2 separate regions of the Mus musculus genome follow, and region 2 is linked to region 1. Evidence: chromatin contacts called from public HiChIP or PLAC-seq data. All regions are on one chromosome and are shown on one strand. The core of a region is the stretch at or near the end of the contact, and the rest is flanking DNA. Distances in the headings are between cores, read along the strand shown. Region 1 overlaps Hdac9 (histone deacetylase 9). Region 2 holds the start of Snx13 (sorting nexin 13).

Region 1 (6,851 bases), core at 4,228-6,727:
TTGTGTGGTATCTCAGAGCATTTCTGAATGTGGTAGTATAGCAATTATCTGGAAAGCACTTAAACTAAATCTATTGCCAAGTCATGCCACTCCTACCACTCACTAAAATAATTTCCATGTGTCCCCAGGAAAAAAGAAAAGAAAGGAAGAAATTCCAAATCGGTGTCCTGTGTTTGCCCCTATTGTCTTTCGTGGTTCACCCAGGAAGCAAAGTCCTCACTACTCTTCTCATCTCTGTGACCATAAGAAGAATCAAGTCATTGAAAGGCTGAAATGTAAGGACTCTCCCTGGGAATATCCCCTTACACACACGCACACACACATGCACACATGCACACACACTTGCATGAGTACAGAGAGAGAGCTAGAGTCTGACAGACAGATAAAGACAGAGAAACAGTCAGGGACAGACAGACAGAGACAGACAGACCGACAGAGAGACAGAGACAGAGATACAGAGTCAGAGACAGAGAGAGACAGAGACAGAGAGAGGGAGAGAGACTCCTATCTTTTCCTTTTAATAACAGGATCCTAGCCAAGAGACATGTCCTTGTATATAAAAAGAACTACACAAAGAGAAAGTCCAAACACAATCTTCCCCTGGGAATTGTTTACTTACGTCACTGAGGTCCTGCTTGCTTCTGATCTAATTTGCAACTAAAAAAACATTTTAAATAAAGCAAAGTTTAGGAAACTGAAATAATAAAATAAGGGCTACTGCACATTTTAAGAAGCAATACATATACAACCTACAAGAGGAGAAATTCAAAAATAATGACTATTTTATTTGTATTTAAGCTTTGCTTCACACGACTCCTTAACACCTTTTGTCCCTTTCTTATTGCCAATTAACAGCTACAGTGACAGACACTCTAATTCACATGCCAAAAATAATCAGCCGCAGGTTTCCATAACAATAAAACAGATTGGTTTTTATTAATTTCAATCAAGTTTTCATGAGAACATGGCTTTGTCGGAACAAGAAATTTTCATTTTCCAATCACTTGTTCCAAACAACCAAATCATTAAAGTGTAACTACTAACAACCATTTTTCAAAAAATTGATTTCAAAGACACTTGATTATTTGTATCTATATGTGCTAGATGTTATTAAGTCCAAAAAGTATTTCCAATGAATTTCTAAATTCCTAACTCAATAATAAAAGAGTGTATGTTCCAACCTTCCCTGTAAATTTCAAACCCTCAACAAAGGGCTTTGGAGGAGATAGCTACATATGTAAAATTTGACTCCTAAGGGTCTGAGCGGATAAAGTACCTGCCACCAACCCTAATGACCTCAGTTTACTCCCGGGGACTAAGAGGATCAAAGGGAAATATGGATTTGCTGTAGCATGTACATGCCCACCACACACCTACATATATACATATATAAATAAACAAATTAAATAAATAAATAAATACATAGGTAGATAGATAGATATAACTTTTTAAAGAGCTCATAAACAGCATAAAACAGAAAGGAATGTTTTCTGACAATATGACAACACTCGACTTCCGGGTCAATAGAAAAACAAGAAGATATGCATTTTTAAACCATCTTGGGTTTTAAGATTTTACATATTTTATGATTTTCAGTGCTTACCTTGCATGTATGTGTACCACCTGCATGCAGTGTCCTTAGAGGCCTGGTCACCTCTAATTGGAATTGTTGTGAGCTGTCATGTGCTTACAATCAGATCTGGGTTTGATTAATGCTCTTAACCACTGAGCCATCTCACTAGCCAACAATTTACATTTTTAATAGTTTAATCTTTCACATTAAGAAAAACAATAATCATGGAGAAAATTTTAAGGCATATTATAAGACTATGTCTACTAAACAAAAGGAATGGTAGGGTCTTTTCTGTTACATAGAGGTTTAAAAACTCTGACAGGAAAACAGAAAACAGAGAAGAAAACTCATGAAAGAGCCTGTGATATGCACAAGAGCAACGAGAATTAAAGGGGCTTTAAAGGAACAATGAACATTCCAGCATTTTATTTATCAAAGGAAGGCAAATTAAAACCACAGTGAAAAGTTCTTTTCATTAAATAAGTTGGAAACAGTCTAAGAAATACACAACGTTGTCCAAGTTCTCAAAGAAGAGAATTCGATAAGCCCATGTTGCTGCCTCCAGCAATAATCTTGGAGCACACAGTAAATAACTGAAACAAATAGAAAGAGGCCACGCAAACACAAGATATGGTGACATAATTTAGCAGTACCATTGCGTGAAGAATCTATTTACAGAGTCTGGAGAGATGGCCCGGTGTTTAAGAGCACTGGCTACTCTGAACCTCCCAGACGACCGACCCAGGTTCAATTCCCAGCACCCACACGGCAGCTCACAACCATCTGTCATTCTAGTTCCAGGTATGCACCACTCTCTTCTGGCTCTGCAGGAGCACAAGGGATACACAGACTTACACGCATGCAAACCCTCCCATATAACAGAAAACAAATAAAAAGAATTTAACAATCTACATCCGTATCCTTGTAATGACTGAATGAACATGAGTTATAAAGCACCCCGGCTTGAAGGGATCGAACACGACAAAATGATTAAAGTACACAGCATGTAAAATAGGGTAGACCTGAACACATCCTAAAAGGCAAAGGGAGGTGGGCAGCGGCCAGCTGACAAGTTATAGAATGGCCACTGCTCATTCTATAACTACAGCCTGGGTTAGGTTACAGGTATTCCATCATGGATCAGGGAGGGGCTGGTGAGTTACCATTCTCCCTGGAAGAGCTACAGGATGCTTAAGGTCACAGAGAAAGCGGATTCACAATCCTTAGCAGTAGCTGCTGGTACGATGCCCTTGCTCGATACCCCCATGGATGCTATGACCCTAAGGGGAAAAAACCCTGAAACTATGAGAGGAGTGGTGCTTTCTGGGAAGAAAGGGGGAACAGTAAGAAGAGGAAGACGATAACAGGTGACATATGATCAAAGTGTATGTACAGGTATGTGTGTGCAAGACTATGTATGCATGGGTATGTGCAGGCATGTGTGCATCTGTCTGCATGTGTGTGTGGGCATGTGGGGGGGCATGTGTGTATACAAGAGTGTGTGAGTGTATATGTGCAAGTATGCGCAGGCATATGTGTGCATTTGTGTACAGGCCTCTGTGCAGTTGTGTATGCATGTGTGTGTGTGTGGGGGGGGGTAAGACTGTAAAGGAAAGATGGTATAAATGTTCTGTCTTGAATAAAATTATAGTGAAAATGAAATTTAAAAAGGAAATGTTAGTTGGTATTTAAATTATAAGTTGATGTCAAAATCAGGGACCCAACAAAAGGTCACAGATAAGACCTAAACTAATTCATTTCACAGACTTCCCCACTTCTGAGATATGGTACTTGACCCAGCAGTTCAAAACAAACAAAGAAGAAATTTAAGCTATAATAAATACATGAAGGCCAGAACAAAAATACCTGTAAAAGCATTTCCTTTATGGACATAAAGAACTAAATCTCCTTCTAAATTAAGGCCCAGCAATCTGGGACTGACATACAGATCAGCAGCAGAAAAGTTGCCCAGCGTGAGTGAGATGCTGGAGTTTGTCCTCAGCATAGTGGGGGCCCAGGGACCTTAGTAGGTAAATTAACCGATTCACTTAAAGAACCTGAAAAATAGAAAGACTGGATTATTTTTTAAAACTCTTCCTAGCACTATATTTTTTTCTTCACTTCCCTTAACCTTCACTTCCCTTCAGTCCTCGGCCCAATAGGATCTCACTGGTTAGACACATCTAAGCCACCAGAAACAAACCAGGGGCCAGTGTGGATGCAAAGAATATTTAAACTGGCAAATATATTTCTTTAGGTATTCAACATAACCCATTATTCTCATTATTTCCATGGGATTGTCTCACCAAGTAAATTATAAAACCAACTTCAGTAAAGCTTTTTTTATGCTCCCTACAGCTTTCCTCCAATAATTCTTTCATGACAAATGAGCGTTCTGCAGAACTCACATGCATACGAGTGGATACATTCGGCATTAGGGAATTTGTAGGGATTGTGACCTGGCTATTAATTTTTCTTTTATTTCTAAAAGTGTCCATTTTGTGCTTATTGAGATCTGTCAACAACTGCCCTTTCATTTTGAGAAATTGTGACAAAATGCTGGATGAAATAAGATACAGGACAAAGCAGACTTAGTGACCGGATCAACAATGTTGAAGACAATAACTATATACAGCAGGGGGAAAACCCTTTGAGTTCCTCAAAGTATTTCTTACAAACTACTGAAGAGCTCAGATCACTTCTTAAAACTAAAGCACATGGCCCTGAGACTTCTAAGCTCTGGTGCTCAGCCCACCTTGCACACCTGAGTTGGGGTCGGAGGGATTGCAGACTGATGGGTCCCCAGTGTTCTCAGGGCATTCCAGAGCCAGGACTGCACCTCAGTACCTGGGGAAAAGGCTAAATAAAATCCAAGAGCTTTTAGTCTAGTTTTTCATTTCAGCCTAGCTTCCCTAAGCCATAGCATTCAGAACAAGACACTTGAAATTACAGGGGGACCTCAAGCCATTTACCCAATTAAATATTTGATGAGTGCTTATTAGCTTCCCTTTACAGGCACATGAAAATGTTCCTAAAGTGTTACACATGTCTTCAGTCATTGAACCCTCACGAGGACTTCTGAGGTATATGAAATAATTAGCACGCCCATTGAACAGATGATCAAAAAGGAATAGCTGTAAGAAAATTGGAGGCATGAAGTCTGGTGACACAGGGCTGGAATCTCAGCTACAGATGAGGCTAAGGCAGGAAGACTGAATTCAAAGCCACTGGATGGAATAGAGTGAGTTCAAGGCCACTCTGAACAAGTTCATGAGATGTTGGTTCAAAATAAAAAAGAGCTGGTAATTTAGCTAAAGATTAGGCAATAGGGCTTGCCTAACATGGGTTCAGTATACAGAACACACACACACACAGAGTGAGAGGGGGGAGGGAGGAAGGGAGAGAGAAAGGAAGAGAGAGGGAGAGAGAGAGGGAGGAAGAGGAGAGAGAGGGAGAGGGAGTCAGTATTAGATCTGAGAACTGAGTTTTATTTAACCCAGGTACACACTCCAGGATCAAAGTAGTACTTTCTAACCTCACAGATGCCATCCCAGGTGAGCTGAGACTACTTGTACAGTAGTTTCTGAACAGAGTCTCAGTTAATCCTACAAATGATATCTGGCATGCCATTGCACAAAACATTATATTTTTCCAGAGAAGTCAGTTAGCCCACTCCCACAGAAATGCTCATCTGAAAGGCAATTATTTCTAGCCCACAGTCTGTAAGTGTGAAATTCAGCGTGTGTTTGTTTAAATGGCCTTCCACTCAAGAGGAGGCAGTATGGCATGGCTGGGAATGGCAGGGAAGCACAAGGCATCTGTAGAACATTAGAATTTTAAATCACTTGTAATTTACCTCTGAATTAAGCCCAAGTGTGTGAACACAGGTGCACCCTGCTCTGCAAGGCAGGAAATTCTAAGTGGAGGGAAAGTCCCTTAATAGGAAAGAAATTTAAATAGTCTCATGGCTGACAGTGGTAAATATTTTGAAGAAATCTAATGAAGAAAGTAAAGAAACACGATAATCATTTTAAGGAATCCAGGAAATGTGAAATGGTGAGATGCAATAGAAAGCTGCCTACAGGTCAGGGAAAGCCTCAAGCGTCTCGTCAGGTGGCATTCTGTGAACTCCAAAGCCAGCAAGGGGGTGGGAGCTGAAGATAAGCTCCTTCAGATCTACTTGAAGGAGGCTGTGAATGTCCAGTTATGATACAATGTGGGCACACTGGCAGTGGTGGAACAGGTGTCGCGGTCTTGTCCAGCCTTCTCCTCCACACATCAGCAGCACAGGCTGGCTGGGGGAGACAGTACTGTTCTCCACACTGCATTCCTGTACAGTATTCCGAACACATGTCTACCCTAGCCTCCCTCATTACCAAAGCTCCCTAACTCTCCATTCCGCTCAACTGTAAATAAGCAGCCGCCTAGGCTGTGATCCGATCCTAGGTTGTTTTTCAACTCTATCCAGGACAATGGAAATAACTCACTGAGAGGGGAAGAACAGATATAAATGGCACTGGCTCAAGAAAGCTAGTGGCAATACATGAAAAGGTAAGAACAAAAATGAAGGCAATCTCCACAAAAAGGGCGGCTAAGTGACAGGAGTCCTCAGAGTGAGCCAAGGCTGCTTGGAAAAAAAAATGAAGGCAATCTCCACAAAGAGGGCAGCTGAGTGACAGGAGTCCTCAGAGTGAGCCAAGGCTGCTTGGCTTGACCCTATCAGGAAGAGCCCTGGGCAACTCCATGGGTCCTAGATCTCTTGGAGAAGCTACTGGGCCCATGCTGAAGATAGGCTGCCACTGGAAACCCACCGTTTCTCTAAGGCAGAGTATCCTTTAGATGCCATCAGTCATTCCTGAGTTGACTATGACAGGGAACTCCTGTAAAGTGAGAAGTCCAACCCATATCAGGCCAGCTTCAAGAATGAACACAATCTACCAAGAGCCAAGGGCTGGCTGGCTTTGAAACAGAGAAAAATGCTGTTTATCTGCAGTACTGTGTACAGGTGTATAATTGACATACAATATTAACCTCAGGGAAAAGGTCAGATAGAAGAAACAAGTCACTCCAGGCTAAAGGAAAAGTACTCTCTGCTTATAAATTTTTAAAGTTATATTCTTAAAAACATTATTATCATCAAACTCCTTGTCCACTATTGTTAGCCTGCATGAAAAATCCAGCTATGTCTCCTCTTAGCTTACAAATCCACTGTTGTTTCTCTGATTCATCTGGAACTCAAGAGATCCTATAAATAGATTAGGCCAAACTTCACAGAAAA
Region 2 (7,715 bases), core at 3,704-6,203, 240 kb after region 1:
CCAGGGAGAGAGGGCTCGATGGAGAGAAGGTGGGGGGGGGGGTTGAAGGAAAGTTTGAAAGAAGATGTTAGTGACTAAATTTATTATTATTTGTATGAAACTGTCAAATAAACACGTTTTTCAAAATAGAGAAGTGACAAACCTCTCATGGAAAAGAATTCCAAGCAATTTGCTAATGCACTGTCCCCAGAGAAGAACAGCGCACGCTTGCATTTTCTAGGAAAGGAATGCCTTTTGTGATTCTTACACGGAGGAGGGAAGCACCTCACAGTGACAAGCCTCAGTGCCAGTGAGGTGACCTGAGAAACCTGTCATGGATCTGTAAGGCCTCTTCCAAATGCCTGCTATGATGCCATACTAAATGGCACCAGTGTCTGTGATCAAGAACAAAATGTTTAAAAGTGGTCTACATCTAGCTTTTGTGGTTTTAAATACTCAAAAGAAAAAGAAGCCTGTATTTGTATGTGTGTGTATGGGGCATGTACATGCTATGGTCTATGGATGCTTTGAGGACAACCGTAAGGACCAGTCCTCACCTTCTGCTTTGGTTGAGGCAAGGTCTCTTTTGTTCTTCCTGTTGCACATACCAGGCAAGCTGGCCTTCAAACTTCTTCTCCCTGGGGGAGCAAAAGGGTTATGGATCTGGCCTACCTAGATCAGCTTTTCATGTGTTCTGAGGATTTGAACTAAGGTCCTTAGCATATATAAGTACAAGTTTATATCTATCTATCTATCTATCTATCTATCTATCTATCTATCTATCTATCTATCTATCTATCTATCTATCTCAAGCATTTTCCATCTAGCCATCTCCCAGCTCAAAGAATTTGTTTTTAAAACCATTGATTGGATTCTTCTAGCATATCAGGCTATTACATATTTGTAATGTACTCCTATATAGATCTTAGTGTAATTTTGTTTTAGAGCTATTATTGAAGAGATAAATGAACATTATCATTTTGTGGTTCTCCATGCTGTTAGCAGAAGCTCCCTATTATTTGTCTTAGTGTTAAATTGTGTCAGTAGATCCTCAATGAAGCACCATGCATGAGAAGAAAAGGATATGCTGGGCTATTCAAAGCTTGACTTTACAGCTCTGCGACTTGAATTATCCTGCTAACTTCAAACTGAATGGGGCTACACTGTTGTGTGTTCTTAGAATGTATGTCTGTGTTCAGTATGTTATTTCGATCTTGTGTTATGGGTTTGGCGCTGAACCTTGTTTTTTTTTTTTTTTTTTTTTTTTTCTCGAGACAGGGTTTCTTTGTATAGCCCTGGCTGTCCTGGAACTCACTTTGTAGACCAGGCTGGCCTCAAACTCAGAAATCCACCTGCCCCTGCCTCCCGAGTGCTGGGATTAAAGGTGTGTGCCACCAGGCCTGGCAGCTCTGGACCTTGTTAATGAATGTATGATGTTTAGTGCTCTCTATAGGACAGTGTACATCAGCAGCAGGTGGCTTATTTCAAATCTGTTAGAAGTGAGGATTTGGAGGTTTTCATCATAAAGATAATAAAATATTTAACTTTCCTCATTTGATTTAACTGAATACACATATTGCAACACTGTGAATTTTATAATCATGATTTAATAATAAAACTAAGATTGGCCTAATGCACACAAATTTAAATATGAACATTGTAGGATAGATGCGATTTGTTTGGGGAGTTAAGGACACATACTTTTTCAGTTTCTCAAAATGAAATTAGACCCATTTTGTGGAAAGATGACTATGTCAAAAAAATCTTTTTTTGTTTCAAAACCAAAGAAACTGGCAATAAATATTTAGCCTTTGGAGGCTCGGACATCAAGATCACCAGTGGCCTGTTCATGAGTATCTAGGGTTAGCTTTTGCCCATTACCTCTTCTGGGCCATCCTCTGTCTGTTACTCAGGCTGACCCACACAGCTGTTAGCAGCAAACCCTCTGCCGTATCACGTGCTTCAAAAGAAAGCTTGTTTTGTTTTAAATTTCTTATCGGTAGTCCAGCAGCCTCCTATCTCAGACTTCCTCTAAACCAACTGGCAGGAATAGGACATCCTCAAGGTCATAGGGAATGGAGTTGTGACCCTTGCTAAATTGGGGGCTTACTTTGACTTTTAGAGTTGCTTGTGTAGGCAGTTTCTTCTCTAGCTACATAACTCAGATTCTGTAACTTTCTGCAAAAGCACATTTTGCTTTATTGCTTTAGCTAGAAAACTGATGTATATCCAACACTGCAATACTTTTGTACAACAACATTGTAAGATGGTCAAGAGAAACTAGGCCAATAATCCTGGCAAGATTGAAAACCCAAGGCCCTCCTTTGTTATAGTGAGTTCACGGCCAGTTGGAGGAACACACTGAGACTCTATGTAAAGACAAAGAGTAACAAGAAATCTAGAGATATAGTTGATGGGTAGAGCTCTATTTTAGCAGGCAACGAGGCCTAGGTTCATTCCTAGTGTCACCAGGAAAATACAAAGTCTGTCCTGACACCTGCTAGCTCTGCAGTGACTCAAAAATACAAAATAAGAGTATTCAAAATTAAGTTTTAAATATTTGAGTTTTCAACACAGAGGATTTGTTTCTAGCTTCCATTAGGGTATTTTCCTGAGGTCTCGTAGGAAATGGCTCACTATTCATGTAAGAAACATTGAACATCCACTCTGTGCCACATGCTGGTCCAGTGTTTGGGGGCATTGAGGCAGCATAGCTTGAATACATGATATTCCTGATTTCATGAAGCCTGTACTCTACTAGACGACAGAAAATAAGAAGGGAACCAGCAAGTATAAGTACTATGAGAAGGAGAACACAGCAAACAGAGAAGATGGTAGGTGAGGGGCAACACAGTAAATGTGAGCCCAGGGCAGGGTTCCTTGCTGGTACTGGTAAGAATTCTTCTGAATAGAGTCAATTGTACTAATTATTACTGTCTAGCTGTGCTAATTACTGTCACAGGACAGTGGGATGTCCAGTTATTACAGGAGCAGGGAGTGGGCCTGAGTTGTTAGAACAAACTGTGTAGTTGAAATAACTTGTGTGGGGTGTTGGAAGAGGTGTGTGTGGGCAGACAATCAGCACAGGATTTTTTTTAGGTCATACTCAAAGATTCTGGCTGGGAAATCTGATCGGAAGGACTAGGAATCTTGCTTTGTTCCCAGGCTTACAACGTTCTGAATGCTTAAGGCACACCCATGTCACAGCACAGGTTTGTGTGCAAATCCATTCTGCTTTCACAAGGGTCTCCCTTAGCTACGGATGGCCTTGAACTGGCTTTGCTTACTTATTTCTAACCTGACAGTAACCTTGTATTTCTAACTCTCCAGGCATCACAGCCCAAGTGCTGGGATCACAGGCATTTGTTGCTACACCTGACTTAAGTGGTCCTGGGGATTTAATGTTGGGCTCTGAGCATGTTCAGCTAGGGCTCCTAGTTTGTCACCTTTAAAAAAGGGAAAACATCTTATACAAAAGGAAATTGATGGAAAAAGTGGAACAGAATACCCAGGGAAGCCACCTAAATTACAGTTTTAATTCAATAGTCGGTATTTTAAACATTAATGAACCTTCTGCATTCTTATTTACAGGATGGAACAGTATCTTCTTTCAGGTTCCTTGTTGTCTCTTCTCTTGGTTTCTCTCAGTATTAACACAGTTTGCATTTTCCAATCTTGTTTCCTATTTATAGATTAATCTGCCAGTGCTTCAATTATATTTGGTTGTATTGCAGACGTTAGAATGCACTTGTTCCAGTAACAGAAAAATTATATATATATAAGTTGCCCAGTAAAAAACAAACAAAAAAACCCAACTTTGCTATAAACTCACTGAATGGAGCAGTCGGGGCTTTTCTTCAAAGTCTGTATGACATCTTAAATGAAATTTTATTTTGGGGGACAGAACAGAATAGAGATAACACAGGGTTTGTAATGCACTTGCTTTATTCACTGTGGTGAGAATGAGTACCTCCTTAAATTACATTTAGCACAATAGTACCATTGTTAAGTGCAGATTCCATCACAAAGGAAGTAACTACTGGCTTTAGTTTTCCACAATTTCTTTTATAAACTTTTTCTTCTTCTTTTTTTTTTTTCCCGGTAAGAATGAGATACAAGTGTTTTATTTTTCAAGCCCAAACACTTCTCAGTTTCACTGTAAATTGGTTTGTAACAGCAGAGGCATGAAAAGAAAACTACTTCACGGGCAATTCAGGAAGAAGCGAGTGATTTTTACTGTCATTCCTGTAGAAGTGGACCGAGATAGTTGTCACGGTATCAGCAGTTCTAGCCACAGAACTTCGGAGTTCAGTCTCATTTTATTCGTAACTACTTACAGAGACACATGCTGAAATGCGTTCACTGTGATATATAAACATATATATATATATATATTTTTTTTTTTTGAATTCCCAATAAAGCCATAGAGACTACAGCTACCGGGCAAAAGCTGCTTGATTTTTAAGACTATGAAAGAAACACTAAGCCTTCAGGCTTGAGCAGGTTCTGGCCAATCAGCAAAGCAGTAGCCCTTAACTCTGCCAGGATCGGGGTGAAGGCGATCTGCCCTGATCGCGTCTACAACCTGTCGCGCACCCAGCACAGGACTTACTGAGCGCTGGGAGCAACAGAGGCAAGTTTCGGCCGAAGTTTCGGAATGAGGCGCGGCGCGGGCGGCAGTTTCAGGTCACCGCGCTGCGGAGGGGACCGCAGCCGAGTGTCCCGAGCACTCTACGGGCTCCACAGGGTCGGGGAGACGCGAGATGCCAGTTTCTCCGCCGGCACCCAGCCTCCGCTGCGCCACCAGCCCGCAAACCCGCCACCACGGTGGCCCGGGATCCAGCCCGCAGAGGAGGTCCCGGGTCGCGCGCGGCCCAGCCCCCGCCGCCGACCCTGCGCGCGCCGGCGCCATGGAGACAGTCACAAGACGCTCGCGCCCGGCGCGCCAGCCAATGGGAGCGCACGTCGCGGGGAGACGCGGACGTCGCTCTTCCAAGATGGCGGCGCGTCCGTCGCGAGCAGCCGGGCCGGGGGGAAGCCAGCGAAGCCGAGTAAAGCCGCCGCCCGGGACAGGACTGAAGCAGCAGTTGCCGCCGTTGGCGGCGGCCCGGGCAGTTTCCGCTGCTGCTACGGCTATTGCCATGCGGCGAGGCTAGGGAGGACCTCACTCCCCCGGGGTGTAATGATGTTAACAGAGGTAAGCGGCGCCCACTGTTTACCTGAGAGGCGGGTGAGCGGCCGGCGCCAGCCCGCCCGTCACCGACGCCGCTCCCGGCGCTGGGCCCGACCGGAGCCGAGGCCCGGCCGGCCGGGCTGGCAGCCGCCGGGTTCCCACAAGTGCCACCGAGTGGGCGCGGTGCTGACTCGGCAGAGTTCCACCTCCTCCTGCCGCCGCTCCCCTTCGCCCGAGCTGTCGCTCCTTCCTGGAGTCCGCTCCGCCTGCCCCGAGGCGGTCGTGGTCCCCGCGTCCCGGTGCTGGCCCTTGTCGGTGTCCCCGGCTTGCAGGGCCCTTCCCCTCCCGGCTGGGTCGGGTCAACCTCCTGGCGGTGGCAGCCGGCCTGAGCCCTACATTGGCTGCTCCGCGAAGTGAGCCAGGTTCCTCCAGCCACACTCGCTGGCCTCGCGCCCTCCTCCCCTGCCCCCACATCCCGTCACGTTCCTTCAGTCCCTGATCCCAAAGTTCAGTTTGGCATCCACCTTCCTGACCCGCGGATGGCCCCCTTGCTTCTCTCTGTGGGAACAGTTTTTCTCATTTGACCTGAAATGGAAGTAGGGCAGCAACGACGAACCAATCAGTTTCCCCTTCCTTAGTGCCCACTGTCCAGTGCAAAAACCAGACGTTTGAAGAAGTAGAGTTTGCCTGCACTAGCAGTACTTTAGGGGGAAGAACTTAATCGGTGCAGCTAGTTTAGTGACCAGAGGTGACATAGCTGGGCGAATGGTCTATTGCAGGTGTTGGATGTCTGACGCTTGTAGATTGGATAAAATCCCAGAGGCTGCTCCCTTAAGGTTCTGTGAGGATCCTAATGTCAGGGACCGGTTTGAACATCTTTGGGAGCTGATGTGAGGGTACTAAACCACGTTGATGGTCACTGGGAAGCAGTCCTACACGGGCCAAAAAGGACATTTTGAAATGGAAACATTGGAAACAAGTGGATTTTACTGTGTGAAAAGCGATGGCACAATAGGACACACTGGGTTCTCCAAGTTTTGGGAACTCGTCTAACTAAGTGCCTTGTACCTTAGTATCTGTTTTCATCTGTGCCCAGATTCTGGCAAACACGACGTGCCTGGGAAACCCCTATTGGTTGATTGTTAACTTAGGAACTACACATTTCTAGGAGTTAGACGTTCACTTTACGTTTCCTAATTCTACATATTTCCGAAGTTACTTACATTGTCACAGACTATGGTTATACATTGTCCTTAGTTGTGGATTTAAAAAGCAAGTAGCATCCCAAGTTTATTTTACTCTGATACTTAAGTGAGCAGCTGCTCTTACATCAGTATTAGTAACTTTTCAGTGGTGTCTATAATATATTAGCATGAAATATCTTTTTGATAAAACTTATTAGAGTTTTGATCTTTTCACAGGAAACTAGTGTGCTAATACAAGGGTACTGTCTTGATTCGGATACCCAGAGAGGATTCTAAACATCTGCATTTTATAGGACTTAATGTTTCAGTGAAGCCTTTTAAACAGGTCAGAGATTGTAGTAAGCTGTCCTTATGCTGTGTGTGTACATCAGTCTTGTTAGTGGCAGAGCCAGTGTTCCAATGCTGGCAGTGCCTGTAGAGCTATTTTATCAAGCTAACTTGATTTTATTTATTTTATCAAGCTGCCGCTCCAAAGTGAGACTCAGATTAAATTGTACTTTGATCTCATCTCCGATTTTCCGTAGACATTTTATAGATAAGCAGACTGAAGCCCAGAGACTTGTCCAAGGTCAAACAGTTATTAGTGGAATAGTTGACACTAGAAATCACATCTCCTGACTCAGCTCAGAGACCAACTATTTTGCTGAGCTGCTTTTCAGCTTTCTTGACCAATTTTAAAACATCTTACTTCCTCATCTGAATATTGCCATTAGTTGAACAGAAAAGAATTCATTACTTAAGAGTTTTAGCTTGTCATTTTTTTATAAAGCCCCACCAACTCCCACTTTGAAATATTGTAGATACAAATGACTTTGTGTGTCTGCAAGTGATGCCTTACACCAGTCAGTGAGTCTTAGGACTTAGGGGATGTGATTGAATTGTTAGGTCTCAAATCTAATGTGATGCGCTTAAGAAAGGTTTTTTTACTTTTTTTATTACTCATGTTTAGCAGGCATTTCCCTGGTCAGAAGGCAGTGAGTTAGGGTAGGTGATATTGCCACTATTAGCTGTGTGACAAAACAGATTGAGAAGGTGAAAATAACTTGATTAAAAACCACAGAGTAAGAGTCACACTTAAGCCTTCTTATTTGAAGTTGTGTGGTGTGTTGTGACCTCCCACACAATGTAGGCCCCTCACCTCCCTCTCCTCTTACCCCTTCTTCCTTTTTCCTCCTTTCTCCCATCCCTGCCCTTTTTCTGTTGTTTCCACTTCTGAGATTGTCACTATGCAAGTCTGACATTGTCACTATGCTAGTCTATAAAGGAAGCAAAGTGGAGGTACACACATGATCATAATATCAACAATAATGATTCATATGAAAATACTCACTTTTGCATTTGTCAAATTACACATTAAA

What was found. HiChIP or PLAC-seq counts read pairs in DNA pulled down with a chosen protein or histone mark.
Region 2: a contact with region 1 is called in an H3K27ac HiChIP or PLAC-seq map of thymic regulatory T cells, with 2.6 times the contacts expected there. The contact joins the promoter of Snx13 here to the enhancer-like site in region 1. A contact is called at or near these places in 5 of 39 promoter capture datasets (the 3T3-L1 cell line, the C10 cell line, frontonasal cranial neural crest and 2 more), 3 of 115 datasets of contacts at active chromatin or transcription factors (bone marrow-derived macrophages, microglia and thymic regulatory T cells) and 2 of 9 other capture datasets (adipose tissue and liver).

The regions. Positions count from the first base shown.
Region 1 is chr12:34,797,019-34,803,869 of GRCm38.p6, forward strand. All of the region lies in intron 3 of Hdac9 (histone deacetylase 9), which reads right to left. Among named protein-coding and RNA genes, the nearest start is that of Gm46347, 13 kb to the left of the region's middle. Within about 2 kb of position 5,478, at least 12 of the 459 cell types and tissues checked have an H3K27ac peak or open chromatin away from gene starts, as enhancers often do. A contact at or near this core is called in second pharyngeal arch cranial neural crest and thymic regulatory T cells, where this site is marked.
Region 2 is chr12:35,042,236-35,049,950 of GRCm38.p6, forward strand. It overlaps Snx13 (sorting nexin 13), which reads left to right and starts at 4,954. Exons shown (of 26, transcript NM_001014973.2): 1 at 4,954-5,176. The coding sequence starts at 5,162. It overlaps Gm40386 (a long non-coding RNA gene), which reads left to right. Exons shown (of 2, transcript XR_872676.2): 2 at 1-432. It overlaps Gm33922 (a long non-coding RNA gene), which reads right to left and starts at 1,224. Exons shown (of 2, transcript XR_381445.2): 1 at 537-1,224.